Regions from separate parts of the Mus musculus genome. Here all the other regions are linked to region 1. The links are chromatin contacts, called in public Hi-C, HiCAR-type, HiChIP or PLAC-seq and promoter capture Hi-C maps. All regions are on one chromosome and are shown on one strand. Each heading gives the region's core, a stretch centred on a gene start, on an enhancer-like site or on the middle of the called end of the contact. The rest is flanking DNA. Distances are from core to core; before and after follow the strand shown. Region 1 holds the start of C030034I22Rik (RIKEN cDNA C030034I22 gene). Region 2 holds the start of Lpin2 (lipin 2). Region 3 overlaps Myl12b (myosin, light chain 12B, regulatory). Region 4 overlaps Dlgap1 (DLG associated protein 1). Region 5 overlaps Arhgap28 (Rho GTPase activating protein 28). Region 6 holds the start of Myl12b (myosin, light chain 12B, regulatory). Region 7 holds the start of Tgif1 (TGFB-induced factor homeobox 1).

Region 1 (3,831 bases), core at 916-3,415:
CTGCCAAGCTATTGGCTTTTGGCATCTTTATTCACCAGTTGATGGCTTTAGCTTGTTTCAAGTTGGTATAAACTATACAGCACAACAGGCTTTACAGAACTTTCTAAGGACACCTTTCAGTAAGAAAAGGATGGACAGGATGCTGGGAGGTAGATTTCCTTGACTGTTGTTAGCTTTCCTTGCTCTTCAAAATGGAAAACATAGAGAAGGGCCCTGAGTTTCATTATTAAAGAGGGATGAAGCAAGTTCATCTGGAAATCATTCATCTTGTTTGTTGCATGACTTTTGGAGAGATGAACAGAATTAATACCTAACCACCCAAGAGAGGACATCAGCAAATCAACGATATGATCCCAACTGAGTTGGCTTGGTGGAACCAATGAATCTATTGAGGTCAATTACAGGAACTGGTTGTACTTGACAGATCAGAGAAGGAGTCTCAGTTAAGGAAATGCCTCCATGAGATCTAGCTGTAAGGCATTTTCTCAATTAGTGATCAAGGGGAGAGAGTCTAGCCCGTGGTAAGTGCTACCACCCCTGGGCTTGTTATCCTGGGTTCTATAAGAAAACAGGAAGAAGCAAGCAAGCATCACTCCTCCATGGCCAAAGGTCAAAATAAGATGTAAAAGATCCTTTTAACTCCTAGACCAGAACACTGATAGATACGCCTTCAAGAATGTATTGGGACAGTAATTTGTATTTTGCTTGAGGAAGCCATAGTTATCAGGAGAAAACGTACATGCAAGTCAGTATAGACATTCTTGTTAAGCTTACTTCATCTCAGTCATTATGTGCACAGGAGGGTGCAAGGATGCCTAGCACACCTCAGTAGTTTTACATACTTTGACCAAAGAGTGTGGACGTCGTGAGAGAGACCCAGGTAGCACTGCAGTTAGGCAGATCTGGGACTGGCTGCTCATGTGTGCTTGGCAGTGGCACCTATCACCCCAGCTCCCATTCTGATACCTATTTGCAGTTCCCTGAACACGAACATTTTAATTCCTCTGGACCTTTTCAACTGCTATCCTTTTGCCTATAGACCAATAATTCCCCCCCCTCACTTTATTCCTGCTGATCCGTTGGATAAACTGTCCTAGGACGCTACCCTGACTCCAACAGCTGGAATAGGCACACCTTTACACTTCCAACACTCTCCCAACTGAAGCAAAATTGCACTGAAGAGTTTCTCCCTCTTCTAGTCATGAACTCCAGGCAGCATTGCCTTTCCCATAGCTCCTCCCCCTGGTGCCTCTCAGTCTGTGCCATACACTTGTCCAACTACAGTTGGACATCAAATAACAATGTGGGCTTTGCCATGCTCTGGAGACTTTTGTATTTTCTTTCCAAGACTCACTACTGATTTGGAAAGCATAAAGGGAGTGTTCAACTTTATAGACTATGAGGAGGGGCAGGTGATAGAATCCAAGTTCAGTAAGGCAAACATTTAAAGAGTCTTTGAGAAACCATGAGGGCAGGCTCAAAGAACTAGAGAGAAATCTAATGCTCTGATTTAATCTTATATTGTACAATAGATCTCTAAGTGTGGCCTCAACTATTGCTGGAAAAATACAAATACAAGTATCTTTCCAATCAGCCTGCTGAGAGAGGTTTCAGTTCTCTTTCTATTGAATAAGCATTATGCTTGGATGCTATATGTGTAACTGGACATCTGCTGAGGTGACTCGCCCAAAGGCTAAGTTGATGGAATCCATTATATACATACTCTCAATGGAACTAGTTTTTCAGTAAAAGAACTTGACACCACTAGCTACACGGAGGCCATCCTAAATGCACCAGGCAATTTCAGTACCCACAAATTTGCTCCCTATTCAAAGTAAAAAGCAAACATCCAATCTCTCTACTGGGGGTAGATTTAGCCTGGAGCCAAGTATTCACTGAGGTAGACAATGTTCCAGAAAGCTGGGAGACAGAAGTGATAGTTTCATGATAAAATTTTATTGAGATGGCTTCCAGGCCAAGGGGGAATCCATTCTTGGTTTGTAAAAGTGTTGAGAAACTGACTTAGCCCTCAGAAGAATGCACATGAATTGCAGAGAAACACAGGAAGTGGTGCAAAGATAAAGGCCTTCAACAAGAGCTGCAATTTTCTTGGAGTATACAAAGAATGAGTTTAAACAAACTTTTTTTTTTTAACTTTTTTTCCTCTTTTCTTTTTTTCTTAAAGATCTTTATAAGCAGAGAAAAACTGCCAGAAAACAGTGAAAGGAGCACAAAATCAGAATAGGGTTGGGGGGACTGCAAAAGCCAATGGTGGTGCTAGCAAGAAGCAATTAGTTTTAGTTTAAGGGAACAAGGCAAGTGGACACAGCTCAGATGGGGTGCTCCACTCATTAGCTCTTTTTTTTTTTTCCTTTTCTCATGAAACGTTATATTCACAATTTTCAGCAGGAAACACCCAACTCGCCCAAGCTGTGTTTCCTGTGTTTTCTAAACGGTATAATACGTTATTACAAAAGAAACAATCCAAACAGCCCTGTGGAGGGGTGAGAAGTAAAGAATAGTTTTATACTTAACCAGACACCAGATTATGAGGTCAAGTCATACAGCATCGTGAGAGATACAAGGAAAAACTGAAAGTGAACGCTTTCTGCCTGAACTTCTCGATCCAAAAAACAACCTTTGAGAAGAGGATGAACCAGAATGTGTAAAACTAAGTAATTCCGGGAGGAAACCCTAAGATGACCTGAGATATTCAGTCCAAGAGGGTGGGTGACACCATTTCAAAGCCAGTCTAAGAAAGGGTGGTTGAGATGCCTCTGGCAAACCCTTTCAACTTCTGAAGGTCCCAGCGCCAAGCGACAAGGGCCCTGGGCAGAGCCAAGGGAGAGCTTGACACAGACGGCCGCGGTCACAGGGCTGGAGAGTTAGGCCCCGGGTCGTGTGGTCTGGCGGATTCTATCCATTTCCGCCCAGGACGGTAAGAAACCCCAGAGACCGAGCCGTGGCGGAGCAGTTGGTCCCCGGTGCAGGAATTCGCTGTCCTCCCAGCACAGTGCACGGCTGGGAACCCGATCAGCCCGCGTGTCAGCTTGGGGCGGAGCCAAGCCTGGTCACCACCGGAAGTGCGTCACTAGAGCGGGCCGGGAGCGCAGGCCGAACCCGGAAGCAGGCCTGGCGTAGGCTGGAGCTTGGGGGAGGCGCCGGGTCTCTGAGATTTAGTGACCGAACTGCCCGCGCGGAGAGGACTGGCGGCGGAGAACTGCAGCAAGAGCAGGAAACCCACGGGACCGCGGACGTGCGCGAGGCTCGAGGCCGTGCTGCACCGAGGGGCTCGACTCGTGGCGCCGAGCGGTCACTTCCGGCCTGCGGGGGGTACTTTTTAAAGGGATAGCGGGTATTTCCGAAGCCACGGGGGCATCGCCACGCCGCGGTGTCGCCGCTGGGGCCGGGGCTTCTGTGGGTTCTAATGATTCTGCCGTACGTGCTTTGCCCTAATTGTCAACTGTTTTGTCAAGTCCGCGTTGGCTCCAAGAGAGACCTTCCCTGACGTTTTCAGTGCCCGCGGAGTGGACAGCCCCGGCGGAGCATCTGACCGCCCGCTCCCCGGCTCCCGCTGCAGCTGTCATTCACGTCGATGATGCTGTTTTCCTTAGAGATCCGAGTGTACAAATGGACTGATGCTGCAAAGTCCGTGGGTGGGGTTGGGGTGGGGAGAGTACTTCTGCCTGCCAGGTCTTCAGAGATGGGTTTACACTTCGATGAGTAGCGCTGACAAGCCACGTCTTGCAAGGGCGGTTGCATTCGACCGAATAGCACAGGTTCCCTTCACCGATATGAGCTCGGGTAGCATTCATCATCTGGAGGGGGATC
Region 2 (3,709 bases), core at 236-2,735, 1.8 Mb after region 1:
GGGAAACCCCGAAAGGACACAGAAAGATATTCTTAAACAAAACATCAAGACAGCTTGCAACTCTAGAGTCAAAACATCTCGGGCCAAACTACATTAGGGGCAACAAGGTCTTCTCTCTTTGAAATGAAAGATACATCTAGACTAGCAGACCGATGATTGGTGGGGGAAGGTTCTTGGCCATGAAACTGGAAGGTGGTAGGGTCAGAAGGTGAGGAAAGACTCTGGGCAGTGAAGCAGATGGGAGTTGGGTGTGCCCCAACTTTACAGGTATCAGCTGGGGGAAGTCGAGGAACAGTCAACAAATATTTAATTAGTTCCTCTTCTGCCTCAGTAGTAGCATGAAGCAGGCAGCCACTAGAGAATGAGGAAAATACTATAAACATGAACCAATCCTTCTGAGTAAGGTGTCAAAGCCCAGAGGGGGCGGTGACAGAGGAAGGGCGGGTTGTCTGCTGCTTTCTGCATGATGAGAGGAAGGAAGCGTGAGAATATTTCCCTCCCAAGGTAGGAGGTAATGAAACTATCCCGAGAGAAACAGGAAAAGTCAAGAATGAGAAGCTAGAGAACAAACAGTAACAGCGTGTTCTACAGTCTGGGCTGCAAGCTACATTGGGCTCCCAATGGGAATGAAGGTGTAGCTGTTCCCAGTGCATTGACTTGGGGATTGAGGACTGGGTTCTCTGGGTTTAATTGCACTTCCCCACAGCGGAGGAGTAGTATTTCTCGAGCATTTACGGGAAACTTTCAACCTTGAAAACATTTCTTTCACTGGTAGATCAGATGAAGAGCCACGCTGAAGTGAAAAATCCCAGTAGGTTTGGGTGTCTCTGTGGACCTTGGTAACTACTGAGGCAATCTGGTTGAATTCCACACGGCGGTACTTAGGCAGGGAAACGAAAGGTTTCCCGGGTCCCAGCACAGACTATGCTCACCGCGCTTCATTGTTGCAAAGAAACTGCTGTGCCCAGGCCCATACCGGAGAGAGTTTGTATAAATGCATGGCTCAGCGGCCGGAAGACTGTGTCACACTGTTCATGCTCGCGGTGAGCACGAAGAAATTAACAAGCATTTAGAAGTGATGCCATGGCCTTCCATCGAAAGAACCAGCTGCAGATATACAAGACGAAAAACAGCCGCCGTCACTAACACTCGCAGCTGCAGCCGTTAAAGTGCACTTTTTAAGTAGGCGGTGTTATCACCGAGCTCCAAGGGTAAATAAGGAAAGATACGGGTTCTGCAGTGATCCCATGATGGTGCACTCGCGTTACGCGGGGACACCATTATGCAGCAGACCGTTTGCACTCTTTTTTGGTAGCTGGACTCTGAAGCCCGACGCAGCGCCGCAAGGTTGCCATGGGGACCGGAGGAAACTTTTTTTTAAAGCGCCCTTCTGAGGCCGGCGCCGGCGTCGAGCTGCTCTCTCCCCGGAGGGGCCCAGGGCTCCAGGCGCGCGGCCGGCGGGGGCGGAGCTCGCGTCACGTGGCCGGGCCGGGGCGGGGCGTGCGCGCAGTCTACCGCCAGCTCGGCCGCCGCCGCCGCTGCTGCCGCCGCCGCGTCCCATTCATGAGGCCCGGCGGGCTCCGCTGTAGCCCGCGGCTTCGGAGGCGGCGGCCCCGCCCCCTGCTCCCCCGCTTCTTGGGGCATCCCTGCGGGGCTGCACAACAGTCCGCCGAGTGAGAGCCGCGCGCGGTGCCGCAGGTAAGCGGGCCGGAGACAGCGCCGGGGCTTCCCGGGGGGCCGCGTCCCCGCTCGCGGCCTCGCCTCGCGTGGGCCACGTAGCCGCGGCCGCGCCGCCTGAGGACGCGCGGGCGTCTGCGGAGACCCTCACGTCGGCAGCGGTCCTCCGAGCCGCGGGCGGCGCGCCCGGGGACCGCAGCCCCGGGCCTGGGGGAGGGGAGCGGACGCCGGCGCGCGGTCGCGGTCATCCCCCGGCCGGGACTGGCGAGGTGCAGTTATTCCCTCAGGCCGTTGGCTTGCCCGCCGCCGCCGTCGCCGTCGCCGCCGCCTCCTGCAGGCCGCGGACCTGGTTTAGATGTGAGTAGCCTGTTGCCGGCGACCCCCGGGGCCCTGGAAGGTTCTGTCGGCTGTGGGAACCGGAGCTCTGAGGCCCAGTTTTGAGCGCCGCGGATCCACCCCAGCCTAAGAAAATTATTTTCATTCAAATTTAGGATGGCGTTTCGGAGCCATAATTATGCAGAACAAGACTAGGAAGATCGCCCTCGCTTTCAGAAAGTACTGGAACGCAGGATACTTGGAGAGGCACTGAGGGATTACTGAACAAGCGGCCACACACTTATTTTAATGCATCTTTGAGACTTAAAAAAAAATTAAAAATGGAAACTGAGGCTCTTGCATGGCGCTGAAGCTCATTTGCCCAGCAGTAGGGATGCTGGTTAAGTTGGTACCGAACCTCGCCTCACTAATTTAAAACGTTATGATAACACAAGTTGAATTTTGAAATCTATTTTGGGATCATTTGCCGGTTAGTGTCTGTGTTGATCCGACATTGATTGCTTTCACTGGCTTAAAACTACGAATCGTGGCAGGTATTGCTAGACTGGGTTAGCAACCCAGCCAGCCACCAAGTGTGGGAGGAAACAGGTGTTTTAGCCCTCGTTGGGCTGCCCTGCCCGGTGTGCCCTCTCACATTGCCCGTGGGTAGCCTCCTACGGGCTTCCTCCTAGTTAAATGTGTTCTTGATTGTGGTTTATCGGCCCCAGCGATCTTCAAGTTCGAGGTAGTAGCAGAATAGCTGTAGCATGCTAGAAATGAAATGGCTGGGTCTACTTTCGCGTTTGTGGCAAAATTGAGATTCGGCAGAGCAGCTGTATGCTTAAGAGGCTCTGGAAATGGGAGCATTTGAAAACCCTTGAACGCCAAGTGCAGTTAAGCAGATAAAGGGATAAAGGTCGGAGCTTTGTTTCTTGAATGGCTGTATGCTTGTTCTCCTTGCTTAGCCTTGTGCGTTTTGGTTTACTGACTGGACTATCCCCTGCACTGGGCACAGGATCCCCGCAGGCAAGACTCCAATAGCTGTTTATTACTAAGCACAGAGGCTGGCTTTTAGAAGAGCTTTGGTTGGGGCTTCTTGAGTGAAGAGAAGAAGCTGCAAGCAGTTTGTCCTTGTAGGTCACTGGGAGCCAGTGGAATGAAATGAAATCATCAAATTTTCTTGTATGGTATGCCTTGGATGGGATAATCTTGGTGCTATCACGGGTCAGAGGTGGTCAAAGGTTAGGCCAGTGAACATTACGGTGGACATTTTGTTGTGTTTAAATATTAATATTGGACTTAAATATAGTATAGGTCACTGCAGCTATCCTCTCTGATGGTGTGCATAATATACTTCAGAAGTGGGACAATGAGTTGGAACCCTTCTTGCTGGGAGGTGCACTGGTGCCTCCCTTAGGTGTTCAGCAGCCTGTGGGCAAGATCTTAAGTCTAAGTTAAGCCTATGTGTCTTGTCTTTGAAATCCTCTGTCTGTCCCCAGGGCCTGTTGTCACTTTGTTTAGGGGTGGGGCTGTAGGAAGTGTACCCTCTCAATCAGCTGGTCAGCAGGGTTGCAGGAGTTGATTTGCAACTTTGCTTTAGCTGTGTCTGACTCCCTTCATTGCTAAGTAAATTAATACTTTTGGCTTAGGTTCAGGGTCCTAGGACCTGTCACCTTCATGGCAAAATAGCTTATAGCTTTGTAGTCGGGCCTTCAGT
Region 3 (4,153 bases), core at 87-2,586, 1.6 Mb after region 1:
GTCTACACAGTGAGTTCCAGGACAGTCAGGGCTATACAGGGAAACACTGTCTCGAAAAACCAAAACCAAACCAAACCAAAAACTACTTAAAAAAAAAAAAAAAAAGGTTTATACACACACACATACACACACACACACTAATGGCCATAGACCTCAAAGAGGACACTGTTAGATTTATTTATTGGACATTGATTTTGCTTTGTCTTAAACATTGAAAGTACCTCTTGGTACCCTACACCAGTCTTTTCAATCCGGCCATAATGAGACACAGCTAGACTGGAGGTCAGTGGGCCAAGGATAGCCGTGTCTGCTGCACCAGCTCAAGCCAAGTGACTGCATCCCTGGATGCTGTGGTTCCCTCGATGGTTTTACATCTTTGCTGCCTCTCTGTTCTACGCGACACCGCAACAATGAGCTTTTCAAGCACAAACCATGTTTCCCCCCCCTACCTACAGTCATGGGATTCCCTATCTCGACTCTACATCGATGACACACTTGAAAGCAATCTTCGTGTTCTCATTCATTACTGTCATTGTGCTTTGGGTGAGAGTCTGCCTTGCACTAGGATCGCTTCCTGTCAAGCAGACCTCAACCAGGCTGTATCTCCCAGGGAGCGTTTCTGTCCACTTTCCACCATGCAGTGTTCTTGGTCACCACACGGTATTTATGTGGCTTTGCCTCTTCTGTCTGTCCTGGCCCTTAGTCAGCAACACTCACAAGAGCATGCTGGGTAACGGGTACTAGATAAATGGCTTGGTGTCTATTTCTGTCTAGTCTTAGTCACACGACAAGCCACTTGCATTTCCCTAGAAGCAGCGAGATAAAGATCAAAGGTGTAACTAGCTCTTAAAGACGCTGAGGTGTATTTAAACTTCTGAAGATGAGAATGTGGCAAAGTCTGAATTTTACAAAGCTGGAAACCTGAAGAAAGGAGCACCCCACACTATCGCTCGTTTGTTTTATACTCCACTTGAGTCAGCATCATCTTTATTTCAAAATAACATTTTTATTATATAAAAATGTAAAAAAAAAAAAATCCAGCAAAACCAGAAATCCGGATATATTGTCCTGGGCTTTCACAGTGGTTCATTTTTTATTTGCATCTCGTTTTCAGTACAATTTACAACATTGTCCCCCGTTCCAGTCTGATTATGCACATGCTAAGTGACAGAAAGGGCCTGGAATAAATACATTTAAAAAAAAAGCTCTCAACTAAGTGGCACACAGTAGGCCCTATGGGGGAGGGGAAGTGACTGAGAAACTAAGTGGCACGCAGTAGGTCCTATGGGGTGTGTGTGTCTGAGACAGGAAGTGAGCAAGCAAACGCAAGAGGCGTGTCAGCCGCCGCAGCTCTTCAGTCATCTTTGTCTTTCGCGCCGTGCTTCAGGATGCGTGTGAACTCAATGTAGTTGAAGTTCCCCTTTTTGTCAATGGGGGCCTCTCTGTACAGCTCATCCACTTCCTCGTCTGTGAAGCGGTCGCCCATGGTGGTCAGCAGCTCCCTCAGGTAATCCTCCTGGATGGTGCCTGGAGGGCAACAAAGGGCAGGCTCATGGCACAATGTGACAAACCAACCCCTAGTCAGCAATTCGGCACTCTCATCCACGAGCCGCTTCCCAGCCCCTCCAGAGCACTCTATGAACACTAAATTGATTTTTAAAAGTGTCAAAGTAGAGATAACTCAGTAGTTAAGAGCACAGGCAGAGCCCAGCACCTCCTGTCTCACAACCATTTGTAACTTTAGTCCCAAGAATCGTATGCCTGCTCTGGCCCCTGAAGGCCACCAGGTGTGCATGTGGTACACACACACAGCTGTAATATTTACACACAGAAAAGAAAAACAACTTTTTAAAAACCACAATATAGAAACACAAAGTCCAGTCAAAATTAAGAGGTGGCTGCCCAGAACAAGAGGCAGTTTCACCCAGAGCCACTGCAGGGACAGCCATGTGCCAGGGCCATGGGAGGGAGATACCAAGGTGATGTGTGAGACCCAGCAGGAGGTTAGTGCGGAATAAAAGGAGAAATGACTGAAGAAGGAAGGAGGAGGAGAGGAAGGTGAGATGGGAAGGCTTTTCACACTGAAATGTGATTCTCCAGACAAAACAGAGCAAAACCCCAGGTAGCCCAGAGACACAGAACACTTCAAAGAACACTTCAAGTGCTCGTGCTGTAAACTATGCTTTTCAGAGAAGCCAGGGGTCTCAGAAAGCACAGCTTTCACTGTCCAAGACTACCTAACGATACATTTGATTTTGTTAGGAAGCTTGAAGCCAGATGCAAAGGTGCATGAGCTAGGCGAAGCCGTTCGTTTCATGACCTACAGCAGATCTATGGCCAGGCCATTTTCGGTTCTACTGCCCTATTTTAAAGTAACAAGCTTGGTTAGCTTGTTTTTGCTTTGACTAAAAAAATTTTACACATTAAAAAATGTCCTAAAATATGCTCCATGTACCCTCAAGTGAGGACACACACACACAGCGCGTTACCTGTGGCTTCCTCATCAAAGCAAGCGAAGGCGTTTCTGATGACGTCCTCGGGGTCAGTGCCGTTTAGCTTCTCCCCAAACATGGTGAGGAACATGGTGAAATTGATGGGGCCCGGGGCCTCGTTCATCATGGCGTCCAGGTAGGCATCAGTGGGATTCTTCCCTGTGAGGGCGCACATTGGAACAAAGGAGAAAACCCACTTAGGTTGGCATGGTTTGGCTATCGCTATGCTAGCACACTTATTATTTTAAAGGTTTTTATTACATGTACATGTAATATTCAGGATAACACATGTATGGAGGTCTGAGGACAACTTTCAGGAGTTGGTTCTCTGCTTCTTCAAGGGTTCTGGGGATCAAAACCCACAAGCGTAAGACAAAAACATCTTTCTGTGCGGAACCATCTTGCTATCTTCTTCATTGCTTTTTATTAAAAATCAACAACAACAACAACAACACCCCAAACTCTCAGAGTTTGACAGGCAAAACACCATACTATCACAGGCTGAATATTGATTCTACATTGGTTCATCAAGGGTTGTCTCAACAACAGCAATTACAAGACAAATCAACATTTGTCTAATCGTTTTTAATCATGATACAGTTGCCCGTGGTCTGGTATGCTTCAAAATGACTTATAAGCTCATCATCTGAGTTAAACCTTTTAGGTCAGCTTACGGCTTGCAGCTTATTTTGAATGATTCTATAGAAAGCACTGTCAACCCAAGTGCTGTTACTCTCCTGCCTCCTCCTCCTGCGTGTTGATGGATGAGCCACCAGGCCATACCTGGACTGGAACACTCACAGTAAAGAGAGACCCTGATTTAAGTGCCTATCGAAAACAAATCGTAGGACATCAGCTAGAGAATTCCTGACAGTGTGTGCGTGCGCATGCACTCGCCCGCATCAGTGCCATGGAGAACTCAGAGAGGACTAAGAACGATTTCCAGGAGCCAGGCCTCTCCATCCTGGGGCTCACACTGAGGTCACGAGGCTTGGCAGAATTCACCTTCACCTGGTGAGCCATCTCATCAGCTCCATTTACGGTTTTTACAAAAATTTATTCCCCCTCCCCTCCCTCTCTCTCTTTTATAAAGAGCTTTATTATGGAAGTCTCTCTTCTTGGGGTCCACTTTGAGTACCACCACCCTTCCTTCCCAGACAACCACTGTTAGTTATGTGTGGTACGGTACCTCTTTGTCCATTTGTTCCTGACCTGTCCTCCACCCACAGGATACTGCCTACTGTATATCACTAGCTGCATTTGTTACTGCATCTTCTCATCTCTTGTACCTAGCCAACCAACATCAATCTCTCTCACACACACACACACACACACACACACACACACACACACACACACGAGAATGGCTTTCAGGCTCCTGCAGACACAATCTACTTAGCTAACAGGAACAGTACCCGCCAAGTACTCACCCTGCAGCTGACCCCTGCTCCTTATTGGGGCCCCACCGCCACCTGAAAGCTTTTCATAGGTACCTCAGAACAAGGGTTAAATCACAAAACAAATGATCCACACATGGATTATCACAGGAAGAATTCACGTAAAGGGAAAATGCACAGAAAGACTACCCAGAGACGCCAGCATGTCGTGCAGGTCCTCCTTGTCAATGAAGCCATCCCGGTTCTGGTCAATCATGTTAAAGG
Region 4 (4,057 bases), core at 127-2,626, 1.2 Mb after region 1:
TGGATGTCATGGGGAACCTAAGAAATACTGAGACCAGGAAGATGTCTTCTTCAGGGATGAACCCCCAATAAGTGATCAATACTAGTGACCAGCCCTGAAACCACGTATACACAAATAGCAGTATACAGACTGAGCAGGACATATTTATATATTTAAACACTCTTTGTGTGTACATATAACTATATGTATATATGATAAATATATATAATTTAAGACATACAGTATATATGTCCTGATCAACAGAATTGCCCTTTAATTAAATAATAGAAATAGGAAAGTCCACAAATATTTAGAAACTATAAAAATGAATTGTACATAGGCCAATGAAGAGATGCCAGGGAAATAAATATATAAATTGTGTTTGTGTGTAGAGAGAGAAAAAGAGAGAGAGAAAGTAAGAGAGAGAAGAGAGAGAGAATAACGATAGCAACTGAAGAATAGGACATGATTCTGAGAGAGAACAAGGGAGGGTGACTGCCAGGCCAACCATGACTACATAGCCAGAATTCCTAACATAGAGATGGTTGGGGGGGGGGAGAAGGGGGAGGAGGAGAAGGAAGAGGAGGAGGAGGAGAGGGAGGAAGAAGGGAGTCAGAGACACACAGAGAGAGACAGAGACAGAGACAGAGACAGAGACAGAGACAGAGAGCAATAAGAAAACCTTTGCTGCTTTTACATCAGACCCCATGGTAAAACAATAAAACACAGCACTGCGTTCATACTTCTATCTACTTTCAATTTTGTGTCTTCCTCTGAAGGCTGTTGGCCATTTTTTGTCCTGAACCATAGAAATGTTATTTCGGGAGTGGGAGAGAGTCTGGGGCTGTTTTACCATTGGATGCTTATCTTTTCAGCAAAGCTGGCCATTGCTAGTTAGAAGTCTTCTGCGGCACAGCAGGTGGTCACCCTATCTCAGCCTGGGCATCAACTCTGCTCAGGAGCTACTTAAACCCAAAGCTTTGTGGTTTAACTCCTTATCTGTAAGGCTTAATCCTCATGTGACGAATGGAAGCCTTAGAAAAGATAATCACAGAAACTCAAGTTCCTAATGTCCTCTGACTCTTTCATGAAATCACCCATGAAACAAACATTTTTTTTTAAACTGAGTGAGAAAATTACCCTGCATTTTTCCCTGAAGGTTCCTCTGTGGCTGCACCAACCACTGCTAATTCTTCAGTATGCACCACCCCCTTCAGGCGCTTTCTGGAACTGACACTCCAGCGATGTCCTGGAAACCAGAGTGCGTCACCTTGGAAACACTCCAGTCTTCCTCTAGACCTACAGTTATTTTTTCCCACCACTGGGCTTCTATTGGGCACCAGAGAGAGCAGGACAGAACATAAGCGCCTCTTTCATTAGAGGGGAGACAAAGGCCGGTTCATGAAGACAGCAGAAGAGGAGGGCTCCCGGGGTCAGAAGAGGGAAGGACAGAGTGAGTCTTAATAGTCTAGCCTGGCCCCCTGAAAGAGGAGCTTTGTGCATTAATTCTCTCCCCTCGGGGCTCCACAGCACTTGCGTTTCGTGGGCTTTACTCATTGTGATCTTGGAATTTTCTGCTTCAGTAGTGTACAGTCTTTAATTCTGCTGCTACCACAGCAAAGAACATTTTAACCAGAAAGCTTTGTCCCTTTTCATGTGTTAGTAAAAGGCTCTTCAGTGATGCCTTGCGGAGAGGTTAATCCATATTCAACAGGTGAATGTTATTGTCCTGGCTAGTTTTAGGTCAGCTTGACACAAGCTAGAGTCATTTTGGCAAGAGGGACTCTCAACTGGGAAAATGCCTCTGGAAGACTGGGCTTCAGGCAACCATTTTCTTAATTAATTATTGATGTAGGATGGTCCACCTCATTGGTGGATGATGCTACCCATGGGCTGGTGGTCCTGATTGCTATAAAAAAGAAGAAGAAGAAGAAGAAGAAGGAGGAGGAGGAGGAGGAGGAGGAGGAGGAGGAGGAGGAGGAGGAGGAGGAGGAGGAGGACTGTGTAAGCCATAGTGAGCAAGGCAGTAAGCAGCACCCATCCATGGCCTCTGCATCAGCTCCTACCCCAGGTTTCCATCCTGTTTGACTTCCTGTCTTGACTTCCTTCAATGATGAACTATGATGTGAAGGTGGGAGCAAAATCAACCCTTTCCTTCCCAGCCTGCTCTTGGTCATGGTGTTTTGTCACAGCAATAAAAACCCTAAGACAATTCTCTTTTTCATTCTCTATGGCCCAAAGCACAAGAAATTAGTATAATTTACCTCAACATGAAATTAATACAGGTGAATAGAACTCATCTTTTCAACCCCAAAGGGCATAACTGGGAAAGCCAGCAAGACTAGTTATTATTCTCTTTGTACTTAATTGATTGAGTCGGAATGCATGTGGACATTTAAATACTGTTTCTATTCAAGTGATAGTGTATTCACAGATCACATTTCTGTTTTGCTCACAAAGCTTTGAAAGTGTGTCCCTGCCTTGTACTATGGGCAGTTACAGCTCGTGTTCAAAATCTGTGAAGTAGACAACTCTGCATTTCCTAGAAACTGTTTTGTTGTTGCTGGGATGAATGAGAGCTTACTCCTCTGAGTTTCAAAACCACCAAGTCTGTACAGCTAAAGCTGAGGGAAAATACAGTGGGTGTGTGTGCCTTCACCTACATTCAGTGTTGCCTTTCAAATGCCTTTTCCTGTGGCTACCTCTGGTTTTCTTGTGTCTTAACAGCCAGTGCCATGTAGGCAAGAAAGGGACAGTGTTCAGGGAACCAGTCTGGTCATTAAGAGTCACTTGCCTTACCAAAGACATGGAGAAGAATAATCAGGGAATGCCAGCCCTGTCCTCTCTCCTCCTGCCTTCCTTGACTTCTATCTACTGCAGCATTGACCAACTCTGAAGAGGAAACTGATTCAGGGTCAGCACAATGTGCTAACCAGGTCCGCGAATCCACTCCTGACAGCAGATCCTTAACATCACCCCTGCTATACACAGAGACCCCAATTCACTAGGACCAAAGTTTGAAATATTGGAAAGTAACATGAGTCTACTTACTCCGGCACAAAATTATCAATGTCAGATGTTTTTTGGTAGCTTGTACTATCTCTGTTGGACGTGTCCAACCACATAGCAACACCATGTGTTTACATGCATGTACAAAATTTACATGCAAGACCTATGATCAACTTTATGTGCATGGACCTGTACAACTCGTGTGTGCGTGTGTGCATGTGTGTGCGTGTATGCGTGGTGTGTAGTGTTTCGAGTGAGTTTATGATTTTCCGTGTTTTGCACTATTCATCCCTCCCTTCAGACGCATGCAGCTGTAGACCAGACATGCCTAGATTGTCTGCAAGTGCAATGGTTCTGAACCAAACTTCCATCTTAAGATTCTGTAAAGCACATGGAGCTACAAACGTAGCATGTGTCAACACGAAAATATATCCTTTCTCCAGTTCTCTGGTTTCCCTTCCTGCCTCCCACAGTTCCATCTTGGAAAACCTTACTAGAATTCCATAAGCAGGGTTGACATCATAGGAAACATGCAAACATCTTCCCTCACCACTAGTATCATCCAGGTTGCCCTGGATGTCCAAACACCTCTCAACCTGTCCCCTCTCTCCCTCTGGCAGCCACTAGTCTCCTCTTGGTTCCTCTGAAGGTTTCATCTCCCGTAAGGAGACTCATACTGTATGGCCCTTTCTTGAGTTGACTTCTTTTTCCTCTGTTCCATGCTATGGATCCCATAGTTCGTTCAGACATCAGTCATGGATGGATCACTAGATTGATTCCAATCTGGGGGCTTTAATAAACCAAACTCATATAAACATTCCTGTAAAGAGTTTTGAGTTCTTCGTCTAAACTAAATTCCAGGAGGTCAAGGACAAGGTTGCATGATGGTTGGACACTTAGCGTTTTTAATAAGCCAGTTAACATTATATGGCTTCATGAGTGACCCACATCTGTTGTTGCCACTGCTGTATATTTGATCCAGTTTTGGTAAGGATGCAGTGCTGTGTCACGTGGATCTCATTTTCATTTTAGGGGTGAGTAATGACACTGAACCCCATCTCCTGTGTGT
Region 5 (4,169 bases), core at 428-2,927, 1.4 Mb before region 1:
TGTTCGTTTTTATGTTTTGTTTTAAGTTCCCTCCTTTAAGGATAGCAAGGAGCAGGGAGGGCAGAAAGGAGAGTAGAAGTTGACATGTGGAGATGATCAATGCAGGATATATGCATGCATAAACTGCCACAGTAAATCCCATTCGTCTGTGTGATCAAACAGTCCTAACGGTAATCTAGACAAAGCAAATACATAAATAAAGAGTGACGGGAAACAAATGAGCAACTAAAGAAGCCCCCTTTGTTCTGCCTCATCTGTCAATCATCCCTCTCAAGGCTCCTCTGCAGGATCCAGCCGCCTGCTGCCCCCACGGCTGTACTCAGCTCCCCATTACCTCCCACTCCTGCATCCAACTGGCTTCTGCCTCCATAACTCTATGAAACCCACAGCAGCCAAGTTCATCACACTAAAAAGAGCCCATGAATGAGTCTCTGTTGTCACCCTCACTTGCCATTTTACCATTGTTGATGCTGCTGATAAATGGTGTTGGCTCACATGTCCCTGCCCTCCTGGTTACTGCCATGGCTTTCAGGCCCTGCCAACCTCCTCCCATCCCCCTAGCTAGTAAAACTCTTCAGGTTCCATCCACTGCTGTCTTTAGGACTCTCCCACCCAATCCTCCCCAGTCCAGATGTGACTGTCCTCGACACGAGTCTCCCACGAGCAAATGTTTCTCAAAACCTTCCTAGACATCCATCCTCAGAGGACTGTCTGATGGGCATCCAAGCTTCTCTGTCTCACCAGCCTACAGGACCAAATGCCACCTGGGAAACTCAGTGCTGACCCGCAATCACCATTTATTCAATACCTAGAATGTCAAATCTTAGTCGATACCCCCAGACAGAACACAAGTCATGGTTCCTAAGGTCTGTTGTGTAGCCACCAAATTCTACAAACTTCTTTTGCTGGTGTCCCCATTTCATTCATGGCCACATGACCTGCGTTAGGTCATCCCCACCTGAACGACTTTGTCAACCAGCTACCATTTTTCCACTCCTTTTAAAGTCGTATTTTATAGTCTAGAGGAATGGAGGCTGAGAACTCACTGGGCTGCAGGAAAAGTAACAGCCAGGAAATTATTGCAGTTTTATTTATTTTTTCCCCCCGAGACAGGGTTTCTCTGTGTAGCTCAGGCTGTCCTGGAACTCACTGTGTAAACCAGGCTGGCCTTGAACTCAGAAATCTGCCAGCCTCTGCCTCCCAAGTGCTGGGACTAAAGGCGTGCGCCACCACTGCCCGGCTTGAAACTGCAGTTTTAATTTTATGGATCTCAATCCAAATTGGTCTTAAACCAAATTTAGAAAACAATGAATGAAAATTGGTTTGAGGAGGGTGTGTGTGTGTGTGTGTGTGTGTGTGTGTGTGTGTGTATGTATGTATGTATGGAGACGTTGAAAGAGACAAAGGGGTGCGCAGCCTGGGTAGGAATTGGTTAACTGATGGTTAGTGTTCCTGAACAGCAAAGCATTCCCCTGAACTCCTAGCAGAGCTGGTGCTGAAGTGTCACCTTGCATAGCAAGGACTTTCTGAAGCTCTGGCATCCGGGGAGTATCGCGTTTGTTTAGGCTCGGTCTAATCAGAATTTGCCGCAGTGGGACTTCTTATAAACAGTGAGTCATGTTGTTTTAGCTGGCCCTGACTCAGGGCCTCACAGGGCATGACACAGCCTCAAACACACAGGCACAGCGTACAAGGCCAGCTCCCTCCAATGACACGCGCCAGAAGCCAGATGAGGACTCGTCCTCCAGTACTGGGCTTTCTGCAACTAACCACAATGTGGATTTGACAGGAAATAGTCTCCAAGTAGACCTAGAGATTCCAGAGATGGTTCAAATTAAGAGGGAATGGAGTTTAGGTTAAAAATTCCAGGCCCAGGCATCTGTGCTTGGGTTTTCAAAACAGCATGTGTGGAAATTTTCAGTCAGCTCCCCCCACACACCCCACCCCTCCCCCATCCCCCATTAACTGCTTGGCTGCTTCACTGAGGTCAGTAAGTGTTTTTCTTTCGGATGCCAACGAAACATCACAAGTCTGTTTTGCCAACTCTGAGTTACACTGGAGGAGATAACATGACCGGGATGTCGTCCCAGCACCGGAGAGGAAACTGAGGAAATTACGTTGTCACTGATACTACCTCTTTTTAAAACCTTGGTGTTTCCCAGCAAGGAGCCCCTTTTCCCTCCTTGTGGTCCTGGCTCTTGGTCTGACTGAGTACTGCAGACCATGTCAGGGGCCTGAATGGATGCTACACGGGAGCTAGAAGCAGGTGACCAACAAACAGCCAAAGGACCTTGAGAGCAAATAAGCCCAGAAGCCCCAACTAAAGACCTGTTTCCCTGCCTTGCCTCTCTGATAAAGCCATGGAGGCTCTGCCTTCCACGCTCCAGTCACCCCTGACAGGTCACAGGAAGCTTAGTTTCTGTCATCAAGATACTCAGAAGTCCTAGGCTGGCTAAGTGCAGGGAATGTCACTTCCTAAGAGCAGGCAGTTAGCAGGAAAGGCCACACAACTATTTACTTGAAGCTAACAAATTGTCCAATCACGGGGCCTTCTTCGCTGTCATTAGAACTAAACTTTATCGACCCCAGTGCCTGAGAAAACAGACACGGGCAACCAGAGCCTGGAGGCAGATCTGAATCTGGCTTCCCCAGAAGATTCAAAGCCAGACCAAGAGGTCCAGTTTCTAAATGGGGGCCATCTTAGGTCAGCATCCTCAATGTATAAGGATCGGTGATGGATAGGGGTTGTGCTTAAAGCTTACAGCACAGGAGGCAAAGGAAAACAACAACATCCCCCCCTCATCCTGCTGTTGAAAACCAGGTATTCCTCGGTTACCTGGCTGGCCTCAAATTCCTGGACTCAGCTTCCCAGGTATCTGTCGCTCAAGGCGTTCTCTTGAAATTATATGGAATGCCCACAAGGATCTGGGACACAACTCAGCTTCTAAAGTAAAAGCTGAGACCTCAGAGCCTCAAACGACAAGCGGTCGAATAACTGAATGGGTAAGAAGCCAGCAATAGTAAAAACCTTTCTGGATACACTATAACCAAGAATTGATTTAAAATCACACACACACAGACACACACACACACAGACACACACACACACACACACACACACACACACACACACACACAGGACCACCTGCAGGTGTTTGTGGCAGTGGAGTCTCCTATTGTGTCCCTCCACACTGCTCATGTCGGTATGCTGCACCGACTAAAGCACCTTGGCTCAGATCTGAGACTGAAGACAGGAATTTCACTGTGCACATAAACTTTTCTGTTCAGACAGAAACAACAAATTAAATAGGGGAAATGTTTACTATTCTTCTACTACATTCTCCAGCACGTATAAAACCTTTGGCCTGTGCTATTTTAGAATGTTTGATTCTTTAAATTACTGTTCAAATCCTGAATAATAAAAGAACTGCTCGAGATATCCCTATTCCTGATCTCAAAATGTACTATAGAACTACAGTAATAAAAACTGGATGGTATTGACATTAAAAAAAGACGCATTGATCAATGGAATTGAACCAAAGACCTAAACATAAATCTATCTACCTATGGACACCTGATTTTGGGTAAAGAAACACATACTGGAAAAAAAAAAGACAGTTATCTTCAACAAATGATGCTGGTCTAACTGGACGTCTGCATGTAGAAGAATGCAAATAGATCCAAACATCACCCTGCATGAAAGTCAGCTCCAAATGGATCAAAGGCATCAACATAAAACCAGACGCACTGAACCTGATAGAAGAGAAAGTGGGGAAGAGCCTTGAATGCACTGGCACAGAAGACTTTCCGACTAGAACTGCAGCAGCACAGGCGCTAAGAGAAACAGTTAATAATGGGACCGCATGAGACTGAGAAGGTCTTGAACGACAAAGGACACCATCACTTGGACAAACAGCAGCCTAAAGAATAGGAAAAGATCTTTTAACCAATTACATTACCAAAAGAGAAAGCTAAACACCAACCCAGCTACAAACTCCACCATTTACAACGGTGGCCTGTTTGTGTGGTATGGTGTAATAGTGCCACTGATGTTGTGGCAATGACCAATCGCTGTCTGACTGGATTATAGGCCCACTCCATGAGGTGAAACCCACGCCTGTCACTGCTCACGTAACCAAGAATCTAAGACTAGATAGACCATGGGCCTA
Region 6 (3,738 bases), core at 1,035-3,534, 1.6 Mb after region 1:
CCACCCCCCGAATCTACACATGAATCTGCTCACACCCAACCACCTCACAAAGCCCACCAGTTGGTTGGTTACCCCTGGCTCAGTACCTGGGAGGAACATTTATTAACGCAGGAGCAGGCTGCAGGTGGACCAGGCACGGCGGTAAGCATGCCACACATATTAATAATTAATCCCCACAACAGCTTATAACATGAGCGCTGTTGCTATGCCAACCTTCCTAGATAAAAACTAGGAAGGGGCAGAAGCAACACCTAAGGAATCCAGCCTCGGGACATGTCCCTCCAGCCCTGTGCCTTTCGTATCAGCAGCTGCAAGGGCCGACCATGAAAACTTCAGCCACTGGCAAGGCTGCTGTGTTCCTGGAGCTGATGTGAAGTACGATGCCTGCCATGCTGAGGACACAGAACCAACCAAGAGGCGTCTTTAAGGTCTGTCTGGCCTCGCTTTCTCTTCCAAAGTCCAAGGACCTGACCATGGGGAGCACGCCTGTAAAGAATGTAATAGGCTACGGCTACATCCCTCTAATGCCTGGAAACAAGTCCAGAGGTGACACCACACCCAGAGCCCAAAGGGACTGTCCTGGATATCGTGTTTTTCAAGCCACTTTATTCCTCTGAACATCATGTAGTCTTTTTTTGGTTTGTTTGTTTGGTTTTTTCGAGACAGGGTTTCTCTATAGCCCTGGCTGTCCTGGAACTCACTTGTAGACCAAGCTGGCCTCGAACTCAGAAATCCGCCTGCCTCTGCCTCCCAAGTGCTGGGATTAAAGGTGTGCGCCACCACCGCCCGGCGGTAGCAAGCTTTGAGGCTCATTTGTTTACCTGTCCTCCTCCTTTGCACATAGTGAGTTCTGATACCCTTTTCTCCTGTGCTTGTGCCAGGTAAGGGGAACTTCAGAGGGAGGAAGGGAAACCTGCTTCGCCCGCCATGTTAAACTTGTCACAGAAGAATCAAAGACGCTGGTAACCGGGGCAGATGAAAGCCATCCCTACACAACTGTATCATTCAACCTTGGGGGAATGGGGATATCGGTCCCATCCCTGGCTTTCCTAACTTTGGCCAACCATTATCACCCAGGGATCTGTCCTTCATAAGCTGCAGCTCAGTGAACAGGTGCCTTTGTGTGTGTGTGTGTGTGTGTGTGTGTGTGTGTGTGAGAGAGAGAGAGACAGAGAGAGACAGAGAGAGAAACAGAGACAGAGAGACAGAGTGAGGAGCAAGTGGATAGAAAAACCCTGGTGGCATCATATGAATTCCTGAAGTGATGTTCCCAGGCAAATGACATCACCTCACTTAAGGGTTTATTGAAGGAGAAAATGCTGTGATATTTCTCTAACACACAGGACTACAGCCAAGCCATCTCTAGAACAAAAGCTGTCAACCCGATTCCCTAAACATCCTTTGTCGTGTTACTTCCTTGTCGTGGGTGACTCCCCAAATCCTCTTACGTAATTTTTCATTTCTCATCGAGTTTTCAGTACACCTCTAAAGAAAGAGGCCTACCTTGGCTAACTAACTACGTTATTTTATTGTATAGGGTCTCGCCTGGGGTCGTGTGTATCCAAGAGCCCTACCCTAACTACCTTCCTCTTTCCCAGCTAGTACTCAGTTATTGTTCTTCTCCCTTCCGGCTGACCACCCGCGCTTCTTGTGCACATAATACGATGCTCATCTTTTGAGCTTTTTGCTCGGTACCTCCTAGCAGAGATCCACCAGTTCATCTTGGATCCCTGGCTCAATATGTTCTCCATTCTTTCCAGCTTTCTTCGAATTGTCCTCTAACAATGAGCTAAATCTTTGCAAGACCTAAGACCCAGTAAGGATTTATGCAAATCAGCCCATTTTAGCATTTGCTAACCAGGAACTCTAGTACCAGTTCCTGGTTTCCTCTGGCAGGAACCATACACCAGCGGGCTTCTCCTCCCCCAACGCGTCTAGAACAGATGCACGCAGTTGCGCTAACACACAGCTTGGACCTGCAGCCTGCAGCCTGCAGCCGCGGCAGGTGCGGGCAGCCGGGCACCAGGTGTCAGTCATCGGATGTCGCAGGCCCAGTGCACACGGTCCCGGGGCCTCGTTCGGCCAGGGTTCGCCAGCACAGGAACCGCGTAGGGCCTCGAACCGAGCCACCTCCGCTCCACCAGCCGATGGTCCAGCCGCCCGCAGGCTCCAGGCGCGGTTGCGCAGCACTAGGGACAGATGCGGCCCGGGAGATGCCCCGCGGGGTCGAGAGCCACTCACCTGACCTGATGCTGCACACCCGAGAGGATCCGACCGGCGACTGCGACCAGCGGAGGTTGGGGCGGGACAGTGGCGGCGCCGCACTTCCGGCCCGGGGGCGGGGCGGAAGGAGCACCGGCGAGCCCGGCGCGACCAACCGTGGCAGGGGGTTGCTGCAAGCGTTTCGAAGACCCGGAGGACCCAGGCAGCCAGCGGCGGAAACTAGCCTGGCTGCACGACCCGACGAACTCAGCCCCTGTAGCCGCGAGTACATATTCCCCAGCTCACTGGCACGGCATCCTCCTGCCGCAGCCGCGCCGGCTTGCTGGTCTCCCCGGCTCCCAGCGCAAGTCCCGCGCCCCTTCCGCATTCCCGAGCCGAGGGCGGAGCGCCAGCGCTGGAATTTGACCCGGGTGGGCTGGGAGCCGCCCTGGTTTGGGGGTCCCCTGGCGCCTGCAGCGGGCAGCCCGAAGTTGCCTGATTTAGCAGAGGGCAGTTGGCCTGGTTAAACTGAGTTTTAGATAAACAATGCTCAAGAGAAGGAATGTAATCCGGAAGAGGGCGGCGGCTGAGCACTCTCCAGTGGGCTCCAGAAACGTTCTCGCTTATTTGAAATTGCACTCCAGCCAGTGGCCTTTACTTTCTCCCCGCCGGGAGGTCATATTCTAGAAGTCTGATCAGAAATTCCGTGTCAGACGGTGGTGGCGACACCTTTGATTCCAGCACTTAGAAGGCTGGGGCAGCATCTCTGTGAGCTGAAGGCCAGCCTGGTCTACAGAGCTTAGTTCCAGGACAGCCACGCTACACGTAGAAAACCACCTCCCTTCCTACCCCACTTCCAAAAGAAATTCCTCCAAGGCAGGAACACTATGGTCTCCAGCACTGAGTATCCGTGTACTTCACAGCAGTCCAGACAATACAAATACAACTTAGGGGCCAGCAAGATGGCTCAGCAGGTAAAAGTGCCTGTTAGCACGCATGACTGAGTTATTTTCTCAGGGCCCACAGAGAACAACCAATTCCTGTAATTTGTTCCTTGAGCCCCGTATGCAGGTACCAGGGAATGTGCAGCCTCCTCCCCAAACTAGTAGATAAAATGTAAAATAAGATAATAATCCTAATAAATTGAGGGTGGCTTTAAATATGCGCTTGAAAAAATCAGGGTCTGGGATTGCGTAGGTCAGAGGTGGAGAATAGGCGCCAGGTGGTACTGATGCTGTATCTTTGATCCTATTTGTCCTCAAAAATCATTGCTTAAATAATTATGTTTCTTATAAAGTTATGGCACTTTCAGGGTTTGTTACATAAGTCTACCACCACTTCCTAGATCCTCACCCTAGGCAATGTAAAATCAGTTAATGAGCAGGATGTGGTGGGCACAGGCCTTTAACCCTGGCATTCCAACGGGTAAACTTAACACAGCAAAAGTCCCTCTCAAAAACCCAGAGTGCGCACAGGGAGGTGGGTCAGTGGCTAAGAGTACTTGCTATGCAAACAAGAGGACTCAAGTTTGAAGTC
Region 7 (3,707 bases), core at 624-3,123, 1.4 Mb after region 1:
GGACACCCAAGAGGGTGGAGCCTGAATGGGAAGCTAGTCGTCAGCCTTCCTCCCCACCCACGGAAACCCAGTTTTGCATTCCCGCACCCCGGAGCCACACAAAACCAAACTACCCTCATTGAGGTGCTATTGGAGCGGAATGCCTCCCACGGGGGTCTAGATCTGTCAGCCACGTCAAGGGGTGACAGAGGTCTTGAGAAGATCCCTAAGTTTTCCCCAGAGCTCAGTTAAACTGTCCCCCAACTCAGAGCGCCCACACTCTGACTGTCCCAGGGTGGAAAGGAGCAAGGAGGCCTACTTAACCAAGTACCCGGGGTCTTCATGAGTTCCGTATGTTTCGGGGTCTCTCACAGAATAACATCCACCCAACTCTCTAAGGTAGGAAGCGCGGAGAAACCCCGTGAGGAAGCGTGTTTGGCGGCAGCTGCTATAACCGTGTTCCGTTGGAACTGCAGTCGCGGTCTAGGTCTGAAAGAATGTGGAGTAACAAACTCGAGGAAGCTCCCGGGCATGCGCACCAGCGCCCCCTTCCCCCCGCCCGCTTCTCCAAGCGATTAACTTCTGTTTTGAACCACTCCACATAAATCACAACAAAAAAAGCCAACTCCAGTCCACGACTGGAACACTCGAGGGACCTCCCAGTCAGGGACTCCAAAGTTAGCTTCAAAAGGGACTTCACAGTCTTTGACCTTTTGGGTTTTTTTTTTCCCCCCTTCCTCCCCAGTGTGTTTTGTTTTTAAACCAGACTGACGGCAAGTTTTAGTTGTAAAGCTTTGGTGGAAACAATGACAGCCTCGCTTTTTGCACTTACAACCAAGCCTGCTTGTCACACTTGGACAGTTTTCGACTGCATGGTACTTGTGTTCTAACAGCACACGCGGTCCTAAATTCATCGTGGGAAAACTTTCAGAAACTAGTAAAAATTTTAAAGTCCATCTTTCCAAAGCTATGCTCGCCCTAGGGCGATATGTGTGGGGGTCCCGGATCACATTCCTTTGATAGTGAAAAACACATCTCTTTAAAAAAAAAAAAAAAAAAAACATTGCCAGGATCCGGCGAGGAGTGAGAGAACACCCGGAACTACAAACTTTTAGACAAAAGGTAAGGCGACTGGAATTCGCCAAGGACCCCCCACAGGGAAAAGCGAGGTGCCAGGGTCTCCTAGAACATCAACCGCAAAGCCCTGCCCCAGAAACGGCACTAGAAACCACGCGGCGCCTGGGCCGAGCATGGGGTGTCAGGAAGACAATGAAACTTGGAGGCGTACAAACAAGGCGCTGAGCGTGGTTCTTGACAACGTGCCAACAGCGTGGCGCGGCTCAGCCTCCCCACAACAGCCCCTCGGGTTGTGTCTAGAAGGAAAAGAACACCAACTGCCATCAGAGACACAGCCTCAACAAAGAGAACAGCCACCAATCCAGCCGGGGAGCCACTGGTCCGAAAAGTCCCATCAAGTCAGTGTTCTCCCGATCCGGCGCGGCCCGCACATGTCCCGCACTGGTGCCCCGGGCGCTCACAGCCCGCCGCCACCTTACCCTTCTTGCTTTTCATTCTGGAACTCGAGTCCCAGTGAGAGGTGAAGCTGGGGTTTCTAGGAGCCAGCAGCCGTGGAGTGGCGGGAGGGTAGTCGATGATCCTCCTCCTATACTAGTGCTCCGGTAACTTACAAGAGAGTGTTCCAACCACTATTGCTAAACAAGGTGCTCCGGTCTCAGGCGCTGGCTTCTGGGTTGGAATTCAAGTGACACTTGGGCTTCCTCCAGTCGGGATCTTCTGGCAGCCAGCCGGGGGTTCTCCCTGGCCCAATTCCCTCCCTCCCTACTCAGCTCCTTTGTTTCCCGCTCCACTCGGCGCACCTCGGCGCTGTCAGAGTGAGAGAGCAGAGGGAAGGTACAGGAGGTCCTGCCTCCGCCCCCAACCGCCCGCCCCGTCCCCCGCCCGCCCCGCCGCGCTCCTCTGCCCCTCCCCCGCACCTTCCAGCTCCACAACCCTGGGCCTGGGGGCCGAGATCACCCGTCCCTCTACGCGCTGGCGGAACCCAGAAGCAGGGTCATGCCTGCCTGCCCGTGGCGAGAGCACCATCTCCATCCCTCAGCTCTCAGCGGCCACACTGGTTTCTCTTTTGGGGCCTTTCCTCCCCGGGCTAGCGAAGAGTGCATTTAGTTTGTAAAGGATGGAGAGAGGTTTAAGGACATCTCCTCTGTCCACCCCAGAGAAGAAAAGACACCCCCATCCTTGTTTTTGACAGCTGCCCCAAACTTCACTGTCTCTGCTCCAGCCGCCGGAGGCAGCAGCTTCTGATTCAAGGGGTGGGGCACCGAAGGAAAAGTATTCCAGACAAGAATCAACTTCTTCCAGAAGGCGCAGCTGCCATTGACACGCGGGCGCGGCACAGCGCACCCTCCTCCTCGTGGACTCTTCTGCCAACAGCGACAGTGGGGGTGGGGGGAGGCAGACATAGTCACCGTGGGCAAATGTCTATTCCCCCGGGCTAAAGCTCTGAGTTCCGGATTGGATTGCAAGGCAGTTTCGAAATCTAACACGTTGCGAATAGACACTTGTCATGCTCACATGCTCTTTAAACGTCTGGGCTAGGGGGACGGCCAGAGCGCGCGTGTGCCCCACTGCGACTCCCCCACCCCCACGCGCCTTTTTAAAAAGATGGGGGACTACGCCGGGACTGCTCATCTGTTTCAGTAAACAGTGTCTACTTTGTGTGCTAATATCCCACCAGAGGACACCCTTCAGTATTTCAAACAGAAACTAGCCATTAAATAAACACTCATTCCTATTGGTTTATTTTGCTTGAGAGGGGAGCTCCAAAGAGTTGAACGAAGAATCGAGAATCGTCCCCTCCCCAAATACAAGCCAGATGCTGTTATGGCTGACTTCGAGACGCGCACGCCCGCACTTCTGGGTCTAGTTTTCACCTATGCCCGGTTGTTTAAAAAAAAAAAAAAAAAAAAAAAAAAAAAAAGCAAAGAAAAGCAACTGTCACATGTCACAGAAGACTTTCCCCATAGAGGGGGGGAAAAACCCCAAACGTAAATAAGCTGAGCAGCGACGTCACCGCCGGTGTCTGTCTCCAGTTTCGGCTTTGTGGCTGTTCTGGTTTTGTGACCTCGGTGGAGATCCGGCAGGAGGAGACAGACCCGTAAAAACAAGGTTAAAGCCGAGCCACAGTAAGGCGGCCACAGGATGACCCGCTAGACTTTGGAACCTGTTTATGATTATGTTGGAAATTAAAGCAAGCCTCCGCCGCGCCCCCTCCGAGGAGCGCGTTAAAACCCCGAGTCAAAAAAGAAGCTTGGGTGGTTTTTCCAAAATGAACCAACTGGAGGAAGAGTCACAGTAAGCAGGCAGGAACCTTAAAATGACCCTCCCCCTTCCCTAAATCCTGTGGTTTGCAGAGTGCTCCCTAAGTGAGCACACGCGGGCATCAGCGCAGGAGGCGGTTGCACGACAGTGTCCAGGGAGAACCCAACGGCTGGCAAGCCCCCTCTGCAAACCGCCCTGGCGCAGCGCTTTCCGGGACCCGGCAGGGGATGACTCAGCTGCTGCGCCCCGGTGCGGGACTCATGTGGTGCGGGAGGGGGCCACGGAGGGCCCAGCCGCCGGTTGAGGGCCGCCTCGCTCTGGGTTTTTGGTGTTTGTGGCTGGGATTGGTGGCTCACATCCGCCGGGGACTCGGGAGAGGAGGGAGAACA

Evidence for each region. Promoter capture Hi-C pulls out the DNA fragments that hold promoters and counts their contacts. Hi-C and Micro-C count contacts between places; a contact is called where the count stands out from the background. HiCAR-type assays count read pairs that join an accessible place to other places. HiChIP or PLAC-seq counts read pairs in DNA pulled down with a chosen protein or histone mark. Capture Hi-C pulls out chosen DNA fragments and counts their contacts.
Region 2: a contact with region 1 is called in an H3K4me3 HiChIP or PLAC-seq map of pro-B cells, with 4 times the contacts expected there. The contact joins the promoter of Lpin2 here to the promoter of C030034I22Rik in region 1. A contact is called at or near these places in 4 of 39 promoter capture datasets (the 3T3-L1 cell line, liver and pre-B cells) and 3 of 115 datasets of contacts at active chromatin or transcription factors (astrocytes, embryonic forebrain and pro-B cells).
Region 3: a Hi-C map of CD8 T cells shows a contact between it and region 1, with 5 times the contacts expected there. The contact joins the enhancer-like site here to the promoter of C030034I22Rik in region 1. A contact is called at or near these places in 6 of 39 promoter capture datasets (the 3T3-L1 cell line, the C10 cell line, hippocampal neurons and 2 more), 3 of 484 Hi-C or Micro-C datasets (CD4 T cells, CD8 T cells and the G1E-ER4 cell line) and 5 of 115 datasets of contacts at active chromatin or transcription factors (embryonic stem cells and large pre-B cells).
Region 4: a HiCAR-type map of astrocytes shows a contact between it and region 1, with 3 times the contacts expected there. The contact joins the enhancer-like site here to the promoter of C030034I22Rik in region 1. A contact is called at or near these places in 4 of 39 promoter capture datasets (the 3T3-L1 cell line, hippocampal neurons, maxillary cranial neural crest and 1 more) and 5 of 115 datasets of contacts at active chromatin or transcription factors (astrocytes, embryonic forebrain, epiblast stem cells and 2 more).
Region 5: a contact with region 1 is called in a promoter capture Hi-C map of trophoblast stem cells, with 10 times the contacts expected there. The contact joins the enhancer-like site here to the promoter of C030034I22Rik in region 1. A contact is called at or near these places in 3 of 39 promoter capture datasets (the 3T3-L1 cell line, stem cell-derived epiblast-like cells and trophoblast stem cells) and 2 of 115 datasets of contacts at active chromatin or transcription factors (stem cell-derived neural progenitor cells and trophoblast stem cells).
Region 6: a contact with region 1 is called in a promoter capture Hi-C map of liver, with 4 times the contacts expected there. The contact joins the promoter of Myl12b here to the promoter of C030034I22Rik in region 1. A contact is called at or near these places in 11 of 39 promoter capture datasets (the 3T3-L1 cell line, the C10 cell line, the HPC-7 cell line and 9 more), 6 of 484 Hi-C or Micro-C datasets (CD4 T cells, the G1E-ER4 cell line, cortical neurons and 1 more), 6 of 115 datasets of contacts at active chromatin or transcription factors (astrocytes, embryonic stem cells, epiblast stem cells and 3 more) and 3 of 9 other capture datasets (adipose tissue, liver and pancreatic islet).
Region 7: a promoter capture Hi-C map of embryonic stem cells shows a contact between it and region 1, with 4 times the contacts expected there. The contact joins the promoter of Tgif1 here to the promoter of C030034I22Rik in region 1. A contact is called at or near these places in 5 of 39 promoter capture datasets (the 3T3-L1 cell line, the C10 cell line, embryonic stem cells and 2 more), 5 of 484 Hi-C or Micro-C datasets (the Ba/F3 cell line, CD4 T cells, CD8 T cells and 2 more), 6 of 115 datasets of contacts at active chromatin or transcription factors (the SCID.adh cell line, astrocytes, embryonic stem cells and 3 more) and 1 of 9 other capture datasets (liver).

Annotation. Positions count from the first base shown.
Region 1 is chr17:69,414,282-69,418,112 of GRCm38.p6, forward strand. C030034I22Rik (RIKEN cDNA C030034I22 gene) reads left to right here and starts at 2,166. Exons shown (of 1, transcript NR_026848.1): 1 at 2,166-3,831.
Region 2 is chr17:71,182,047-71,185,755 of GRCm38.p6, forward strand. It overlaps Lpin2 (lipin 2), which reads left to right and starts at 1,486. Exons shown (of 20, transcript NM_001357791.1): 1 at 1,486-1,698.
Region 3 is chr17:70,972,970-70,977,122 of GRCm38.p6, forward strand. Myl12b (myosin, light chain 12B, regulatory) reads right to left here. Exons shown (of 4, transcript NM_023402.2): 2 at 4,079-4,153; 3 at 2,490-2,651; 4 at 994-1,527. The coding sequence ends at 1,355. Among named protein-coding and RNA genes, the nearest start is that of Gm46595, 5.5 kb to the left of the region's middle. Within about 2 kb of position 1,337, at least 70 of the 459 cell types and tissues checked have an H3K27ac peak or open chromatin away from gene starts, as enhancers often do. A contact at or near this core is called in CD8 T cells, where this site is marked.
Region 4 is chr17:70,632,460-70,636,516 of GRCm38.p6, forward strand. The region is part of intron 3 of Dlgap1 (DLG associated protein 1); the gene reads left to right. Among named protein-coding and RNA genes, the nearest start is that of Gm46581, 27 kb to the left of the region's middle. Within about 2 kb of position 1,377, at least 44 of the 459 cell types and tissues checked have an H3K27ac peak or open chromatin away from gene starts, as enhancers often do. A contact at or near this core is called in astrocytes, hippocampal neurons and stem cell-derived neural progenitor cells, where this site is marked.
Region 5 is chr17:67,987,459-67,991,627 of GRCm38.p6, forward strand. The region is part of intron 1 of Arhgap28 (Rho GTPase activating protein 28); the gene reads right to left. Among named protein-coding and RNA genes, the nearest start is that of Arhgap28, 15 kb to the right of the region's middle. Within about 2 kb of position 1,678, at least 144 of the 459 cell types and tissues checked have an H3K27ac peak or open chromatin away from gene starts, as enhancers often do. A contact at or near this core is called in trophoblast stem cells, where this site is marked.
Region 6 is chr17:70,988,232-70,991,969 of GRCm38.p6, forward strand. Myl12b (myosin, light chain 12B, regulatory) reads right to left here and starts at 2,285. Exons shown (of 4, transcript NM_023402.2): 1 at 2,242-2,285.
Region 7 is chr17:70,849,337-70,853,043 of GRCm38.p6, forward strand. It overlaps Tgif1 (TGFB-induced factor homeobox 1), which reads right to left and starts at 1,874. Exons shown (of 3, transcript NM_009372.3): 1 at 1,536-1,874. The coding sequence starts at 1,551.